Regions from separate parts of the Sparus aurata genome. Here region 2 is linked to region 1. The links are chromatin contacts, called in public Hi-C maps. All regions are on one chromosome and are shown on one strand. Each heading gives the region's core, a stretch centred on a gene start, on an enhancer-like site or on the middle of the called end of the contact. The rest is flanking DNA. Distances are from core to core; before and after follow the strand shown. Region 1 holds the start of LOC115581217 (RCC1 domain-containing protein RUG3, mitochondrial-like). Region 2 holds the start of LOC115582230 (drebrin-like protein A).

What was found. Hi-C and Micro-C count contacts between places; a contact is called where the count stands out from the background.
Region 2: a contact with region 1 is called in a Hi-C map of skeletal muscle, with 2.9 times the contacts expected there. The contact joins the promoter of LOC115582230 here to the promoter of LOC115581217 in region 1. A contact is called at or near these places in 2 of 2 Hi-C or Micro-C datasets (skeletal muscle and an unstated tissue).

The regions. Positions count from the first base shown.
Region 1 is chr5:12,405,775-12,411,687 of fSpaAur1.1, reverse strand. It overlaps LOC115581217 (RCC1 domain-containing protein RUG3, mitochondrial-like), which reads left to right and starts at 3,357. Exons shown (of 15, transcript XM_030416122.1): 1 at 3,357-3,418; 2 at 4,429-4,503. LOC115582421 (arrestin domain-containing protein 3-like) reads right to left here and starts at 2,579. Exons shown (of 6, transcript XM_030418393.1): 1 at 2,114-2,579; 2 at 10-67. The coding sequence starts at 2,369.
Region 2 is chr5:12,556,755-12,562,667 of fSpaAur1.1, reverse strand. LOC115582230 (drebrin-like protein A) reads right to left here and starts at 2,781. Exons shown (of 16, transcript XM_030418050.1): 1 at 2,390-2,781. The coding sequence starts at 2,481.

The DNA.
Region 1 (5,913 bases), core at 2,108-4,607:
CTGTCTTACCCTGATGGTATGTTCATCCTGAAGTTAAAGACATGGGTTCCTGCGGTGAGTACGGTGCCTGAAAGGGAAAGGATTTTGGTTCTGATGGTAGTCTGCTTCCATCACTATCTGCTAAGAGGTTACTGTTAACCATTAACTTTTCCTCATGCTCTGTAAGTTCAAACTTGAGGAGATTTGCTATAAGTATTTTGAATGCATCAATTTTACAGCCAAACAGCGGTATTGGATGATATTCACCTTGTTGACTGCTGACGGCCTGCAAACCAGTAAGATAACAGTCTCAGATGAAGGTGGCTGATGTTGATCTGATGCGTCACATCTGTTATGCTTTGGCACTTTCATGGCTTGTTACATACCTGGCACCAGTGAGGCTATTTAAGTAATGAAAGATTCTTGTAACTGAGTAGGTAGTTGTATTGCAGGCTACATGGGCTTTTATAGCAGTTACATTATTATTTTTTTTTTACAAAAAGGTAATTTTCCATGTGAAAAAAAACTACAAATGCAAAAACATACCAGCATAAACTGTCAGCTTAAATCTTTTTTTATGCAATACCCAGAATTTCCCAATTGGTGCATCCCTACTTATTATTACCATTTAATGCTTCTATTTCACTGCACTTAGTTTCAATACTGTAGCCTATATTCTGTCCTTCATTAAAGCGGCAATATGAAGCTTTTTCTTTAGAACTGTTGGACTTCCAGACAGGCAATTGGCCCTTTTTGATCTCAACTCACCAAAACTCAAAATACAAACCTATGTTTCTCAAATGTTTCCACGCGCACATGTAAACGTAAAAAGGTTGCTTCCTGCACCTTTACTGTAAAAGCTGTTATGTAGTTATTAGTCAAATTTCATTGTTGGGTCATTCTACAGAAATGTCCACCTGTGGAAGACCAAGATATCTGAAATTTGACTTATTTTTCTCACATGATTCCATAACTCGTGGAATCTATGAATACACACAAATGAAAGTTCATTACTTTTTATGACTCACTGGTGTTACCCTACTCCTTTGACAATATCAATGCCAAATATAGACACAGTTCAACAGTATGACATTGTGTTGTCCATTAAGATCAGTTTGTTTATATAGTTTATTCTGTCAGGATAACAAAGACAGTTTGTTTATTTAGTTTGTTTGGGCATAAAAAAAAAATCAGCCAATGAAAATCTTTCACTTCTGAATAAATCATCTTCCCTGAAACTACATAGTGCACCTTTAATCATTTTTTTTTTTTACCTAATAAAGTGAGTCATACCAGTGAAGCCTCATGCTTCAAGGTTCAAAGAGACACTGGACAAAATGATTTCACTGTAATAACTGTTATATTATTACATCTGTATTTTCTTTTTTACTTATTGATGTGTGATTTCCTCATAAATCATCATAATTTATTTCAAAATAATAAGACTAAGGGATGATGAATTTGAGTATAAATTTCATTTATGAATGTAACTTTAAATGTAATTTTTATCTTACATATGACAGGTATGTATACATTATTGTATTTTAAATGGTAGAAAAAACATAATCTGAAATTAAAATACAGCACAGTGCTTCTATACATAACAATTTTCTGTGGCGACAATATTGCCAGTATAAAGGTTAAGGAGGAAGTAATTGTTCAAATAATCTATTGTTTAATGACAGAATAAAACAAGAAGAAGAAAGAAATAAGTCTCAAGTGTTTTTCAGCTGTCATTTTTTCCGTAAAGCCTCAGGACAGAAATATGGAAGTTTCCACAGAATGACCCTGTTGTGTGTCTGAAGTAAACTTAAACCCAAAGTAGTTCAAATAACCTCCAACTCAGACTGATGCTCACACATCCACGTCTCAATGATAGTATTCCAACAGTTTGAATAATACCTGTGTGTTTGTGTGATTCAGTTTAAGTGTATACTCCTGGTAGATACTTAAGTACTTCTACTTGCTAATAAATGGTTGTATTACTATGAGCAATCGCTACAAATGTTGAAGGATCAGGTGCCGCCACCACAACTGGACAAAAAGTGGAGATAAAGTAGCGTTTAACAGTCGCACCATGTCAGCAGTACCCGGATGGGTCAAGGCATGCATAACTCAAGACATCGCTGCCTACCGTTGGAGTTCTCTGCGATCAAGAACTGCTTCTGTTTGAAACATCTCTTTGTAGCGGTGCACGTTTTTTGGCGATCGCCCTGCTTTTCCGTCCAACGCACATCGCAGTCACCTTTCGCTTTCACAGAGAGACTTTCAACTGTGATCTCCTTAAATAACACCAGTGTTACTTTGCCAACCACAGGGTCCCCCTCCGAAAAAGTCCCTCGGTCATTCAGCAAGTCGTAAGTCATCTTAAAGCTTTGGACTGAAGGCATGTTCGCGGAGGATCGTAAACAAATGAAGGCTGTAACGGTGAAATGACCAGAGACAGCAAAGAGTCGGGACCTCCAAGCTGTATCTCGGTTATTAACCAAGATGGCAGTCCGTGGGTTGTAGGTCAGGACACGCCCTGAGAGTCTGATAAAAGCCCTCTTCTGCCATACACAGGAAGAGAGGGGGGCTCACAAGAAACACGGACCACTCGACCGCTCACTGAAGCCCCTCAAAAATGATGTTACGGAGCCCCCTGGAGGTCAATCACGGGAACACACAGTGACGAAGCAGTGCACACAGGTGGATTAATTGAGCACAGAGATAACCTGTGTGAGGACTTCCGATATGGCCTCTTCACAATAAAAGGACAGTTGAATTACAAAAAGAAAATACTGATCATAGTAGTGATATGATTTCCTTTTCAGGCGAATCATTCAACTTACGCAGCACAGCATATAGAGTATCAAGAATATTCCCTGCAAATAGAAAATAATCAGTAGTCAGTGTAGAGATAATAAGACATCCTGTAGTGACATACGTACATATCATGTGAGGATATACAAACCCGGAGTGTTTTGACGTGTAATTTCTTAAGAGTAAAAGTTTTATAATAAATACATTAAAACATATGAACCGCTGCTGTGAGTGGAATTGTTCTACTTTGTGGTCATACAGGTATTAACGTATTTTCTTCACACTAGATAGGCCATGGTTTAATTAAGCAGTGTCTTAGAATTTTAACAAACAGCCACAGACTTTATTTACCAGTGGCAAAATTGCCACTTCCAATTTTGAAATATTGTGTTCGTCTCTCACTTACCTGCTTGTGGGCATCAGTTCGATTGTAATGAAGGATCATGTTGGCTTTTGTACAACTCCTAAATGTACCGACATTTTTATATCTACAAGAGTGAATTATTATTAGTAAAACGGCTGGGTCTAATTACCTAATGCGCATGCGCACATGGAAATCGTCATGAAGAGGGACAGTTTCGCGCCGCGTCCCCCATGGAGACGAACGGAACCGGAATGTCCTAAGTCACAAAACTTTGTAAGTGCCCCAGTTGCTTTGCAACCTAGTTAGCCAACTTAACTCAAGCTTTCTTGAAAAACAAAACAAAAAAGTTTTTTTGTAAGTGTTGCTAATGTTACCCCTCAGAGGTTTCATTGAAAACTGGTCAAAAAACCTTTTGAAAATGTCGTGTTGGAATTGACTGGAATTATTATATATGGTGATTATAAAGTGTTTTAAAGGTCTGTGAACCCACCTGCTAATATAAGCTAGGAATGTGACATCACTTAACAAGCATGCAGGTGTGTCTGAACGTGTAAGGGGAAAATGTCAAAACTGACAAGGACTCCATTGTTAATAGATTAATACAGGGTAAACATTTACAGCGTGTCTAAAATGTACACTATGTTGTTATCCTTGGTTTTAGGCATACATATTGTGTTTACTTTGGACAAGTTTAAACAATGATGAATACCCAGATCATACAGAAAAGTCACAATTCATTGCAAAAAAGGACATGTAGATGGTGGGGACACCTCCCTATGCATACGTAATGTACAACTGGCCTCAGGAAGATCTTGGAACTAAAAATGTATAATTTTGACTGCGATATGGATTACCTTTAGTGGGAATTAACATTTTTGCATCACAAATGTAATTGTCACTAGAAAAAATATTGAAATGGCATTTCAGCTGTATACCTGAAATGTAATGTGACCATGCCATTAAGTAGTTGCACATATCAGAGCTTTTAGTAAATTCGGACTTCCGAGTTGTTATAACGACTTGGAAGTTGCTTTAAATGCTATTTACAAGTCAGCAACTCGTAATTATGATAACGCACACCTCTCAACCGCTCATGGGACCTCATCCCTTCAAGCTCATTGGAAAGTAAAAGTGCAGACTGCCATTGTTAGAGTCCACAAACTCAGTCCTCTGTTCACTGTCCGTGGTTAAAGTTTTAAATGCTGAAATTACCATCACAATGTTGTGTGTGTTAGTGCCTTCTAAAACACCTCATGTCACTTTCCGTTGTTTGCCCCTCTAAGGTTAATAACCTACTCTCAATCAGATGGTGTGCTGTCAACAGAAGGTGCCATGGAGACAGTTACCCTGCCAATGTGGTGAGTGCAATGTGCGAAGGAGGAAGGAAAAAAAAAAGTCAGGGACACGAGACAACAAAATGCGACAAATTTGAGAAAACAAAAGGACCAACAACAGAAGTATAAAGGGAGAAAAAGTAAGTTTGATATAAGAAGACACTGGAATGAACAGTTCTTTGCTTTAAAGATTGGACAGGTTAGTTCCTGTAGCTGTGTGCTGCTAAATGTGTTTCTGCTTTTTTTGTCTTTGATGTTGTGTTTGCTTGGCATGCAGAGCTACAAACCCAACATCAGTGGTCTGTACAATCTGCATTTAGGCCTATTATTTTATGGTAATATTTTGGTAATGAGACAAGTAAGATTACAGGTCTACACCTCACTGTTTCAGCTGACAAACAGAAATAACTTTTTTACCTGAAATTGTGTTTAGTTGTTTTGAAGGTTTTGTTGCCTAAAGAGATTGTGAATGCTTGTCCATTGTGAATTTGTCCTGTTAAAAGTTCAGTTTGAGACAGAAAGCATTCAAGCATGCTCTTTGTCCATCTAATATGGTAAGAATGCCTTTTCTGAAAGACTTCACTTGGGTGTTGTTTCCAGACTTCTCATGTTTTTGGTGGCAATTCTGATTGAAAGACCATTATATGTCATAAACTCCAGCAATCAGTGTAAGGTTTTTTTTCATTTTTTTCCTAATAATAGAAATTACTCTTCTGAAATTTGAATAGAATAGAAAGAATAGCCTCTGCCTGGACTGAATAGTATAAGAACCAAACCTGTGAAAGTGAAATGTTGGCCACAACATATGAAGAGATGCCACAAGAAAAATGTGTACAAAATGCTTTTGTAGAATCTGTAAGAGTGTGTAAAGTGTCCATTACACACCACGAATCTATTTGTGGTGTGTAATGGAAAATGTAATGGATTATTTTTTATTACAAAACAATCTTGTAGACTGTTCCCTGATACAGTATGTGGATATGCAGGTAGAAAATCTAGGCAACAGCTTGGTGCCAATCGGTTGTGAGCAGGAAACATATGAGTAAATGTGGCAGAAATATAAAAGTAATTAAAAGTAAGAAAAGTGAGCAAATCAAATCCTGCTTAGGGCCCTCATTAAGCTAAGGACAGCCCTGTGTGCTTTGAAACTCATCCACATAAAACAGAGATGAAACTGGCTGTTAGGCAGTGCCTGATAACATTTGTCCATTATGGACTGCGGAGGGCCATCTGTAGCATAATGGCAGATGTGGCTACATATCACAAATGGCCCTCATTAGTACAGAGCTGCTTGTTTTTTTCAAGTTTCTTTGTCTATCAACAAATAACTTCTATTGAACAGTCAAAATACATTTGAAAATGAAAATGTTGTGTTGAGCAGCATACTAGGCAAACATTTGCACTGTTATAAAAGACTTGTTCTTTTGTTATTGA
Region 2 (5,913 bases), core at 1,532-4,031, 150 kb before region 1:
TGAATGCTGGGGGATTCGCTCCCTCTCCCCTTCTATTTTCTTTTTGTTCTATTGCAAGCACAACCAAACACATGGTTGTTGTCCGTAGATGCACACGAGACTGGCATGAGTTGGCAGAGACACAGTCCAGATCTGAGAGTTCACAGAAATGCTCTGCAATAAGAAGCTGCTGGATCAGAAAAGTAACAATATGGAGGTGTTGCCATGGGACAAAGCCTCCATAGCGATACTAAACATGGAAAGTTTTTAAAGATTTTCCGAATGAAGGAAAGAATGGAAACTGAGCACGTTCTGCCTGGATGGGGAACTTATTTCCACCTCATTTATGAAGATGTCAATTTTTAGCTTGTTGATATTAACTCATCGCGTTCTGAATCTAATATCCTCAAGTCTGCATGGCGGCACGAAAAAGCCAGGAGGAAGCGGGCAGAGAAACCCAGTGGGTGGCAGAGGAGGATGAAACATGGACAGAATCATTTTTCTCCTTCCACATGAACGCGTGTGTAATATCTAATTCTGCCTCTACTAGCCGAGTATAGCCAGTGACAGCATGTCTGTAACATAAAAGAGGAAGAAACTGGAGACAGAGGGTGAGACAGGCTGACAGAGTTGGAGACTGTTATTGTTTGGGAGAGATGGATAGGTCACCATAGAGACAGACCAGCCAAACCCTTTGACAAAAGGACAGAGTGAGCCAAGTTCCAGGTGGTCAGGTTTCAGCATGATGCGGTGTCACGTGCCAGAGCAGAGCGAATAAATCAACTTTTTATGTGTTGGAAAATTAGAACTTAAAACAAAGAGCTAGTTCTTCTGGTAAAACACTTCAACTGTGGTCTGAATACTGATTCGGTCTTCATGTTTAAAGACTGTGTGTTTATTGTACACATCTTAGGTATTACACAACACTTTAATTATTATTATTGGTTAGTTGTGAGGACTCGACTCATAAACGACGGTGGAGCAGGCTTTCCCTTAAGTAAAAGTGGCATTACTACAGTGTGAAATCCTCTGTTCTATGTAAGACTCCTGCATTTAAAATCATTCTTAAAGGTGCAATATGTATGAACTGGCCACCTGTCGAAGGTCACTCCAAACAAACAGGAGGCAGCATATCAGCAGGGTAACTGCCAATTACTGCTAACGTTAGCTGCCATTAGCCCAGTTAGCTGTGCAGTTAGGGAATGTATCAGGAGTCCAGGATGGGTCGGGCCGGATCTGTGCAACACAATAAATGGATTATTTTGCCGTAACTTTAAACCCCTTTTTCTACTGATTGTGTTGATAATATCTGTTATTTTTTAAATACATTTTGAACCACATTTCTTACACATTGAAACCTTTGAGTAAAAGTACAGAAGTCAATATATTTTAAGTACTAAAAGTAAAAGTGGTTATGTTGCGGAACAGCCCAAATCCCAATATTATGTATGACATCCCTAGATAACAATTGTCGGTGAATTAAAGTCTTCATCACATCAAGGGCACAGCTGGTAGAGGTGGAGGTTGGTAGTTTTTGCTAACTTTATGCTGCTGAGTAACTTAATGTACAATGATACATCATAATCTATTAGTTTATCTACATTTTTATTAATACTATCAGCAAAGTGACCAGTCAGTGAAGCTCTCAAGTAAATGTTGTACTAACAAAAAAGTATAATTTTTTCCTCCCAAGTCTGATGGAGTGATAGTTTAAGGTCGCATGAAATGGAAATACTTGAGAACAGTTGATTTACCTCAAAATTGTAAAATGTTAAATGTACTTAATTACTTTCCACCACTGCTCATGCATGCGCACTCTGCCGTCTGTCAAATTAAAGAGCCTCTCCCTGAAAGACAACCCGTGTCAGAGATCAGCACATCAGCAGAAACATGATCCTCGGCACAAAGACTGAAGCCTCGCAGCTCTTCGGGGAGAACAGCACAGTCACGGAGCGCAGGGCCAGGGTGACGGCAGCGCGCCGCCGGCCAGGTGCTGCGCCCGGAGAGCCACACCGACCGCCTGGCGTGCGTAACGTACGGCGACTCTAACCTCACCACTCCGAGAGGAGGGGGGGAACAATGCATTGCTGCGTTAGTAGGTTGTGTTGTCGCTGCGGGTCCAGGTTGCGTGCTGTCCCCTGTGCTGGCCACCTCCGGAGCCCTCACTGGATTAATTGAAATGAAGCCGCTCATTACGCAACAGCCAACCTGGTTACGCGTAAACGGCTAAAACTCACTTAGTAAAACAAGATGAGGAGCGTGAAAGTTTCATGAAAAAGTTACTGATTCTCATTCTAATGACGCAGAATTGTAAAGCTGACATGTAATCGTTAGTGTTATGATGCAGAGGGAGTAACAAGATTCTGCTGCTGCTGCACGGCGCATGCAATTTTGCTCAAGAGTGTGTTACCAGTTGGTGGAGGAGCGCGGGTTGAGGATGTCCTCCTTGGCCGTGAGCAGCGACAGGCTGTAGGTATCAAGGTTGACCGATCGCGTGCTCATGATGGCAAAAGTTTCCAGACCACTCCCGCAGCCTCTCTCTTCACTGGTCCCGACGGTGTCCGGGGTCGGAGTATCTGCCGGAGAAAAGCCACAGCGGAGCACCCAGTGGGTCGTTCACGGCCGAGCAAACAGCAGCGAAGGTGCGCGGGTTCACGCAATGTTGGATGGGCTTAAGGTCCGAAATTGGAGCGATCCGTGCGGGCGCCGCGCACTCACAGCGTGGAGGAGACTGCGGGACTGCACACTGGTCTTTGTGCAGCGGGGTAGAATAAGTTTTCACCAAAAAGCCCCACCTCCCGTTGAGAGAGTGGAAAGCATAATGACCTCACTCGCTGGGTCACTTGGAAGAAACGCAAGCCGCTCAGCAGCACGTACAGATCACGTCTCTTGCATCCTCCCTGGTCCTCTATAACTTCCCTGCTTTTTTTTTTCTTTTTTAATTTTTTTTTTTTTACTCATCTGACATTTTATACAGCAGACATGTTGCTGTGTTAAAGCACTGGAGTCATTGCACCACATCACCACTGTTTACATAATAGTCCTGGCAAGGGGGGATGATAGCTGAGGGTAAACAGCACAGAGCAATCCAATAAAATATTTATTTTGTAAGTCATTGTTATTGTTCTCATTAGTTGTGATGGATTGGATTTCACTTGAGCATAAACCAACAATAGGACTTGTTGGTGTGGTTCAGAGGGGCTACAGGGGCAGGGCGGCAGCGTTGGATCTGTCAGTCTCCTTTTGTATCTTTTCTGTCCTTGAATCGGCCCCCGTCGGCCCCTTGGCAGACTCCAGAGAAGCCATTTACAGTGCAAGCAATCTGAACGAGCCAAAGACGGGCCAATTTCATGGGAACTGAGTCTGAAGCAGGCAGCATGTTAGAGAAAAAAAAAAAAAAAAAAGAGCAGGGGAGGCTGTTTCAGTGTTTAAGAGCGGCTGGGGGTCTGTTCAATGGCTGCCCAGCAGTGACACACTGACCACACAGTCAAACACACACACACAAACGCTGCCATACACTGATGCATACAAGCTGTGAACTCCAGACAAACTCCCTCCAGAGGCACACACACACACGCACTGGTGTTTGACTGTGGGTCAGTGGCATGAGGGTTTAAGATCTTGGATTATGGGAACGCTCCTGAGCTCTGTAATTTACTTAGCAGCCATTCTTAGATAATCCAGGACAGATGTAGAGGGTAAAAATCACAGGTTTTTACCTCCTGATGTGTCAGAATCAGGTTGGACTCGACCTCATGAAATCTGATTTCAGATCACCTCTGCTACCATTTAGTGTAAAGTGCCATGCCATGCTTTTAACTACTACGATTTGACCGGGAACCAGTTTACAGTGATTAATCCTCTGGTGAATATTGGATTGACACAGTCCGCCGACGTAATCACTCGTGAGTGTAACTTCCTTTTGTGGCACAGGGAAAAGAGTTTCCATTTTAACTTTGTAATCCATTTCCTTGGGTAAATTTTGAACAGTCAGGGTTGCAACTATTTCTCAATATGCCATAGTCAGGAAATAATGAATAGGTCCATGCTGCAAATAATTTAAAGGAGACCTACTTCCTCCAGTGTGTTATTATGGTTCTTGTGCATGTAAAAGATCTTGAAAGTTAAAAAGATCAAAATCAGCGCCAACAGAAGCTCCTCTCTCCCACAGAGAACACCGCTCCTGAAACGTCTCGTCAGTACTCTCCCCTTTAATTCCGGGACTTTTTGATATAACACTATAAAAAAATAATTAAGAGCAGCTGCTCTGTTGTTGTTGTTGTTAGCGGCACTGGCTCAGGCATGTGCGTGCTGACCAACCAGAGGAGACTGGGCATTTGGGAGGAGGGGCCTTAAAGAGACGGGGGCTAAAACTGAGCGTTTCAGACAGAGGGGGAACACAATGATGCTGTGAACATTAAGGCACATAAACCTACTCTAATCGTAACGCAAAATGAAATTATGACCTTGAAAAAGACTGAATTTAAAGATGCCATCTGGCCTGATACATGCACATGTAAAGCCTGGCTGCCTCATTCTTTGTTTGGAAAAGTATACAGTTCTCCCCGAAGAGCCCACATCTGGTAAACCCTTACTGTGCGTTGTGTGAAAAAATGCTGCACTACTTGTATGAGTAAGCATGCAGCACAGTCTGACTCAACTGCTTTGGCCAAAGCTTACATGCCAGAGGGACAAGGGGCATGACATCCCCATGCCGCTATTATTCTTAAAACTTCCTGCTATTAGAGGCTCTTCTGCCCTTCCAGCCTCTCAGCCCTCCACTGTGGATGTGAGCTGCAGTGCTGTTATGCTCCACTTCAGAAGACTTTGGCATTTCCTCTGCTGGGGTGCGGTGGCAGCTGTTGTTGGAGATGGGGTCTAAATGTGGGAATGATTGTGTGTCCAGTGGGGATTTGGACATGTGTGTGTGTGTGTGTGTGTGTGTGAGTGTGTGTGTGTGTGTGTGTGTGTGTGTGCAAAGTGGGGGTTTTCTCCTAATTTACTGAAACTCCTTCCCTAATTGTCACAGGCGTTTTGCTCAGCTTCCTGCCTTCCTGACACAGTCTAAACTAACCAAGTGTGGGTGACAGAGTGTTGAGTGGTCCAGTCACACGCAACATCCTCCTCTAGTCGCTCAGAGCACTTTAAATCTCCTTGATAACACATCGATTTTAACAAGTCCTGGCTCATGTGACTGGTCCACTATCCACTGATCTGTGGTGTTGCGCAACACGCAAAACATAATCTCACTGTGAATTGACAAAATAAACTCCCGTCGCCAAACAAAACCACTTCCTTGTATGCATGGATTAGTCCAAATCCTGTTCTCCTGGGACGTATCGAGGCTTGCGTGGCAGGTTTATGTGTGCTCAGACCTGATGGACCAGAGATGTGTTCGGGTTCAGGGGTCACAACCTGATCTTTGTCCTCCTGGCGCCCTACACTTCACTAATAATGGGTTTTCCACTGCTCCACTCTGCATGCTTGGAGAGGCCGGGACCTACCTTCATCCTTACGTGCTGACATACGTGCGTGTGTATGAACAGCTGCAATGGTTATAATCTTCTCTTCGAGCTGTCATAAATACAGCCTTTCCAATGAAATTATCCCGTTGTCTTGTGAATTTACTGTCTGGCGGTGCGAGCTGCTGGAATGTGTCCAACGTCTTTACCTGTACAGTAAGTGCCGATGTGTCGGAGCTGTATTTCAAACTTGTCAGACCACACTGTACTTGGTACTGTGTTTGTTATCCCATAGAAACCATCAAGCGATGTAGCTTTTGTGAGCCAACAGCAAGGAATGATTATCGGTCAGTTACAGAAGTTAAAGATGTAGATTGGAACCAAAAGTCAAAGATCTCTGTGTGCAGAAATTACGTTCAGGTAGATTAGCAATAGCCACAGAAACATGCACCATGAGTGGCAGCCTGGACCA